2 separate regions of the Sus scrofa genome follow, and region 2 is linked to region 1. The links are chromatin contacts, called in public Hi-C maps. All regions are on one chromosome and are shown on one strand. Each heading gives the region's core, a stretch centred on a gene start, on an enhancer-like site or on the middle of the called end of the contact. The rest is flanking DNA. Distances are from core to core; before and after follow the strand shown. Region 1 has its middle 180 kb from the start of CLVS1. Region 2 overlaps CHD7 (chromodomain-helicase-DNA-binding protein 7).

Region 1 (3,243 bases), core at 513-3,012:
AGCAAGTGCAGTCCTACAAACCCCGTGTACTTTCTCCCTTCTTTTTTTTTTTTTTATTGTTTGACTGCCTTCCTATTCCTTTTTTCTCTGTCCCCTGAAACATGTCAAGACCCTCCAGTTATAAACAACTCACAACATTTGAGAAACTGAGGGATGAGAAGGCCAAGGACCGAGAGACGGATGGCTAGCTCAGTCACTTGTCTTTTCCTAATAGCCTTAAAGGGCCACGCGCACTGCAGGTTTCCACCATTGTTTGGCAGCTGAAGAGCAAAGGAATTAACCCTTTGAATCAATGTCCTCTACAGTTTGTTTGCTTCCTGCTTTCCTTCCAAGTGTTATTTGTTATCTACCTATTCAGGTATGGTGTGGGCACCTCTTCATATGCACACCCATACACACTGAACGTTAGTGGGTTTTTGTCTAGTTTAGAAATTACTGCTTTTTCTACACAGTCTCATGACATCTGAACTACCCCAGGGTTCCTATTAATGATTTCGAGACAAGACTTTCAGGTAATTAGGGAGCTTGTATTTTCCAAGAAAGCCTCATCTCTGCAGATCTCTAGTTCCAAAGAATTGTGGGTTATTGGGGTAGAAACGTCAGTGGACAGCCTTCACTTGTGGGGGCTGATAGGATTTAGGGGTCACTGATGCCACACTGTAACAGTAAAGTCACATAAATGTGCCCCTTACCTGCTTTTGCACATTTTAAAGAATTAATAAGCATGGTTGTGTCTATAAAGAAACATCAGCCTGCATGATCGTGGGTTTTGTTTTTTTTTTTTTCATTAGATGCCCTAATATACTTGCACTATTTATATTTTTAATGGTGTGACAGTACACGGAGGCTTAATGGCCAAGGATAGAGAGTGGTCAAAATGGAATAAATAAATACATTTGAATTTTTAAAAATCTGCGTTAGTGGTGTCTGACTTCCTCTATTCATGTTATCGCTACTCTTGTTGCTTTTTGGTTTTTGTTTTGCTTCTTGACTGTTGTTGTTTTCCACCAAAGCTGTCATTTATCGTGAGAACAAGAGCAGCCATGTGTTGATTTTTCTGGATTCTTTTTGGACACTATCCCAGTGCTAATGAAGGCCCTTCCAAAGTGCTAAAGAGTTGGTGCCAAAATCAGTTATGCTGAAAACAATAGAGGAGAGGGGTACGCAGACAGCGTGTGCACCCCCATACACGTAGACACACCCGGGGATATTTGCACGGATCCGGGTACATGTGCACGCAGACACACCTGCTCGGTTGTGCAAACACAGCACATGTGTGGCGGAGGTGGCCGGGGGGAAGCTGCAGGCGGCCTTTTTATAAAAGGACTTTTTGCATCTGCTTACAGAAAATTTCTGTGGATCAAACGTTGAGCGGAATTTCTAAGTTTTGCGGTGTCCTCATCTGTCAATTCTGAAGCTCTGAGAGCTGTATATTCACCAACTTTAAAAAAACGTAGATGAGAATGTAAATACTGTTAGAGATCTTACTTGTTCTATGAAGAGAGGAGGATTCTGCTTCGAGAAGCGCCTGGAGTGCGCTTAGCTTAGGCTCAGCGCTGTGTATCGATATTAAGGTCTTTAACATTGGCCTTGCAGGACTTGCAAGGGGGTGTATGGCTTGAAAAGAGGGGAAATTTTGTCTCTGATTCCCCCCTATAGATTCTTCTTGCCTTTCTCCCGATATGTAATTATCCTCTCCTCAATTGTTTACAGGGGTTGGAGATGGGGACAGATTTCTCTGGCGACCATGCGACCGAGCAGTCACCCTAAAGGAGCATTTAGAAGCTATGAAACCTAAATGCCCTGCCATGCGTCATTACACCGCACAGTTATTCAAATTTAGTAAATTAAATTAAATAATCTCAAATAACTTGATTTCGGGGCTTTAAAAATTCATCTCTATGGTGCCCAGTAGTCAATTTCCTTTATTAGTATTGTTCATCAAGTAGAATTTATGTTTTTTATGAATCAAAATCCTCTCCTGCCTCGCCGGCCCGAGCAGCTTGCGGCTCGGAGGCTCGGTGCGCCATCTACCGGCTGATTCGCGCACGGCCGCGGCTCCGGACCTTCAGGAGCCGCGCCGCTGTGGTGGCATCGCGCTTGTCCCAGTAAAAAATCCCAGGCAGGCCTGAGCTCTCAGCTCTTATGCTAACTGCTCCCTCGGGCTTTGCCATTGTGGGTCAACTTGAAGTCACCGGGACAACCCAGGGAGGTTGGCTGTCGAGGCTGGAGGGGTGTTTTGGGTTCCCGCTGCAACACCAGCCCTGTTTGGTCTGGTTGCTGTTCTGCTGCTCCCATTCTTCTTGATTAAAGGCCAGATGATCTAATCAAACTGCTGTTTACCGGGCATATCTGGGAAGCCACTCCTTCATTACCAGAAGCCAGTCTCTGCTTTTGCACGATACTGTTTAAAACGGACATTGATGCTCAGAGACCGTGGCTGCAGACGCCAAGAGCAGGATTTCCCAGATAAAGACAATGCTGAATCTTGCTGTGTGTTATGTTTTTAAAAGTCCTGTATTTCCAGGGAAATTTTTCAACCCTTCTGAAACAGGGTTGACTCCTTGTGTGGTCAGGGCAACTGCAAACCATCCATTGTTTCAGAATCAGGTTTAAGCTATGGTCACTGTAGTGACTGTTCAGCAAATAAACCACCATCAGGGGATGATTCTGTGTCTTTTAAGAGGGAAAACCTTTGGGAGCTCCCGTCGTGGCTCAGTGGTTAACCAACCCAATTAGCATCCATGAGGACATGGGTTCAATCCCTGACCTCACTCAGTGGGTTAAGGATCTGGTGTTGCTGTGAGCTGTACTGTATGTCGCAGATGTGGCTCGGATCCATCCTTGCTGTGGCTGTGGCCTAGGCTGGCACCTGCAGCTCTGATTTGACCCCTAGCCTGGCAACTTCCATATGCTGAGGGTGTGGCCCTAAAAAGCAAAAAAAAAAAAAAAAAAAAAAAAAAAAAAAGAGGGAAACCCTTAAAGCCGCCTTAAAATATTCCCTATGTGAGTAAAGAATCTGAGAGAGAATGGCTGTGGGTATAGGTAGGACTGACTCACTTTGCTGTACAGCAGAAATGATCACAACCTTGTAAATCAACTTGACTTCAATAAACGTTAAAAAAATATTCCTTACTTCAAACCTCTCTGGCACCTTTGCTTAATCTCTGTCGTGTTACTCAAGTTCACAACCATGCCACTTACATGCTTTCACACATTTTTAAGAACATAATAATCCAAGCA
Region 2 (3,243 bases), core at 493-2,992, 150 kb before region 1:
GGCCAGAAAACGGTCACTAGTGGGACAGCCATGAAATGAGAATGAGGTCTGGGGACTCGTCAGCAACCCAGCTAGCTCCTTAGGGTCAGAAGGCACCTCCTGTCACCTCATTGTCCTGCCAGGACCTGCCGCGTATTCCACAGGGACACTCAGCTTGCTGGTGCATCACTTTGAATCTTTTCCTCTAGAAGAAGGGTGACACTCTCAGTTCGTAATTCTCCACAAAACTAAAATTCTCCATGTGGTCAAACACTGTGCCTTCTACCAAAGGGAGAAAAACCCGTTGGGATCATTGCTGCTGCTGCACCGAGGTTTGGTGAAAAAAAGCTAATCCAGTTAAAAGTGCAGGGTGTACCCCTTCCGAACAGCCTCTACAAGGGGATCCTGGTCTGCAAGTTCTTATTTTTCTTTTGCCAGGTCTGTGTGGCCCAGCCAACTTTTAATCCTATCTGCCCCTCCCCCCACCCCAAAGAAAAGCAAAAAGCTTAAAAAATAAAAACAAGTTGTCCAAAAAAATTCCTTGCTTGGAGCACATTCGGATATTTACAGCCTTACCCTTTGCCCGCCTAGGACCCAGGGTAGCCAGGAGCAACCCCGTGGTGGAGAGGAAGGCAGGTCAGGGTGTGTCTAGTCACATAGCATCAGGAGTGGGCTTTCATGGTGAAGCCGCCCTTAGTTGTCATTTTGATATTTTCAAGGACAAGTGTCACATCCCTATAGATAGTAGGAAGTGGTAGAGTCAGAAGGCCTAATTCCCAGTGGTCCATGCTCAAGATGACTGCGGCCTCGGACATGTCACTTGTCTTCTGTTAGTGCCAGTTTTCACATTTGCGAAGTGAAAATTGCAACTTGCCCCACTTTGTTAGAGTGTTACTGTGACGATCAGATGGCTAGTCCGTGTCCGTACGTGCGATGCTCTGGTTGTAAGGTGTTGTCTTAGTCTGTGGTGGGTTATCCAGCTAGGGAATTAGCGGCTGGTGTCAGCTACTCTGACCAAGGAGGTCATCTCCAGACATCAGGCCTGGCTGTGCACCAGGGACCGTCCAGCAGGAGGTGCTAGACTTGGAGTAGCCAGGCCTTTGGGATTTGCCAGGAAGGCTTTATTGGAAAGAACTATGTTTGGACCATTGGGGAAATCCAAGTGAGATTGCAACCCTGGTTCCTAGAATTCTATGAGTCTTTCAAAGCAGGTTCCTTGAAGATGACTAAGAACTTCAGCGAATTGGACACATTTTCTCTCCTTTGTGATGTTTTATTGGTATTTGTTAAGCTATGACTTCGGCTTCCAGGTGATAGAGGCCAGAGGGGATAAGAATGTCTCCTGTCCCTCCGGGCAGAGCGGGATCCGCCCTCGCCACCATCTTCCTCTCTCGGAAGCAAAGTTGTGTAATCCGAAAAACCTGACTTTCCATATTGAGGGTTTATTGTAAGGTAGTAAAACCAGATTTTATATCTCGTTTATTCCGACAACTTCTGATGTGCTTCCAAAAATGGTATTAAGGCAGCAGCTGAGGAAATTTTATGAGATAATGAAGCAGAACAGTTACTGAAAGCCATCTGCTCAGTTGTTTACAAACTTGCTTCAATACTTCAGAGGCAGCGGTGGGGTACGTGTCTGAACTTCACAAGCCGCACGAGGTAGAGCTAAATGGAGTGCGCCGGGCCGGCCGGGCTTGGGCCCTCTCCGTGCAGGGGAGCGGTTGCCAGGCAGGCCTGCTGGAAGCCAGCAGAAAGCACCACACAGAGGTGATTATGTGCCACCATCTGTCACGCTTCAAGCCTACCATACAGCATGGCTAATCAGCCTTGGCAGGATGATGGATGAACAGCAGCAGCTGCCAAAAGCCACTGTTGGCAAACAGTCCCGAAGTTAAGAACTTTCCCCCCACCCGTCTTCCTCTCCAGGGTCCTGCTGCGTGTCCGCATGCTCTACTACCTGAGACAGGAAGTGATAGGGGACCAGGCCGAGAAGATCCTGGATGGTGCTGACTCGAGGTGGGTGCGAGCCCACGTCTCTCGGTCCAAGACAGCGGCGATGGCCCGGGGTGTGGGTGGGACCGCATCACAGACCGCCTTTCCCACCCCTGTCACCCAGCAGCAGCGCATCTCCCTTCTTGCGTCTCGAACGAACGCAGTGTTTGTCCTCCCAGCCCCGGGGACGTGAAGAGAATCAGGAGAAGCCTGTTTGTATGTGTGTGTGTGGACGTACAGGGAGGCGGGAACCGAGTTAAGGGTGCTCTGAGATGACCTTTATGACAGGACGCTGGGTGATGAAGTTCATGTCTATCCTGCTAGAAGGCGGCTGACTCCTGCCCTTTCTTTTAACCTTTGCTTGTTCCCCACGCGCGCGCGAGCCCTGCTCAGGTGCTGCTGGTGAGCAAGGGGCGTGTGTTGTATTCATCAGGCAGCAGCCTTTTTGATGCTGGTATTTGTCCTAAATATGACACCCACGGTTGTCCTTACAGTGAAGCCGACGTGTGGATACCTGAGCCCTTCCACGCAGAAGTCCCCACAGACTGGTGGGATAAGGAAGCTGACAAGTCGCTCCTGATTGGAGTGTTCAAACACGGTAAGGGGTGTCTCTGCTGGACCCCAGCTTGACCGTGGGGCTTTGTCTCTGTTTTAGAGCCTTTTGCACACTCTTTCCAAAGTCATAATATTCATGAGGCTAGTTCCAAAGGACTCTTGGCGTCTACCATTTTCCTGTACTAAAAAATCTAATATGAACTGTAAATATCAGATGCTGTTTTTGAATGTTTGTTGAGTATTTGAGAAGAAAACATTTCTTTCTTGGCTGTAAATAAAACCCAAACCATATTTGTTTTAAAACCAGCCCAGTTCGTCCTATAGCTCTCCCTAAACTTTGCTTCCAACCCGGCTCCCCTTGCGAGCTCTGCCAGCCCGTGTCAAAGTGGACGGTGGGCTTAACCTCTGCTATTAATCTGTACAAGTGCCTCCTGGGCTTTGTTCCAAGCAATATTTCACAAATGTCAGTGCGGAGAACTCGGGCTCCCCGGAGTGGGATGCAGCCTTGTTAACTTTGAAAGGCTGGGGAAGCAGAACTGGCATGATCTATACAGTGAACGATTCCTGATTATAATCCCAGGTCTCTGGAGGTCGCCGAGGTATTCTCAGCAGCCCAGCCTGACTAAAGGGGAGAATGATGGCTTATAAAACCTTTCATGATTACAGTTTGGCTTGCGGCTCTACAGCAGTTAGGAGCGGTGTGTTGTCGTACACATC

What was found. A called contact is a pair of places that touch in the nucleus more often than the background predicts.
Region 2: a Hi-C map of skeletal muscle shows a contact between it and region 1, with 5 times the contacts expected there. The contact joins two enhancer-like sites. A contact is called at or near these places in 9 of 47 Hi-C or Micro-C datasets (alveolar macrophages, brain, embryonic fibroblasts and 4 more) and 2 of 2 datasets of contacts at active chromatin or transcription factors (alveolar macrophages and skeletal muscle).

Annotation. Positions count from the first base shown.
Region 1 is chr4:72,439,235-72,442,477 of Sscrofa11.1, reverse strand. No RefSeq gene overlaps it. Among named protein-coding and RNA genes, the nearest start is that of CLVS1, 180 kb to the right of the region's middle. Within about 2 kb of position 1,762, at least 9 of the 83 cell types and tissues checked have an H3K27ac peak or open chromatin away from gene starts, as enhancers often do.
Region 2 is chr4:72,589,115-72,592,357 of Sscrofa11.1, reverse strand. It overlaps CHD7 (chromodomain-helicase-DNA-binding protein 7), which reads left to right. Exons shown (of 37, transcript XM_021089334.1): 24 at 1,906-1,995; 25 at 2,466-2,569. Among named protein-coding and RNA genes, the nearest start is that of CHD7, 160 kb to the left of the region's middle. Within about 2 kb of position 1,742, at least 10 of the 83 cell types and tissues checked have an H3K27ac peak or open chromatin away from gene starts, as enhancers often do.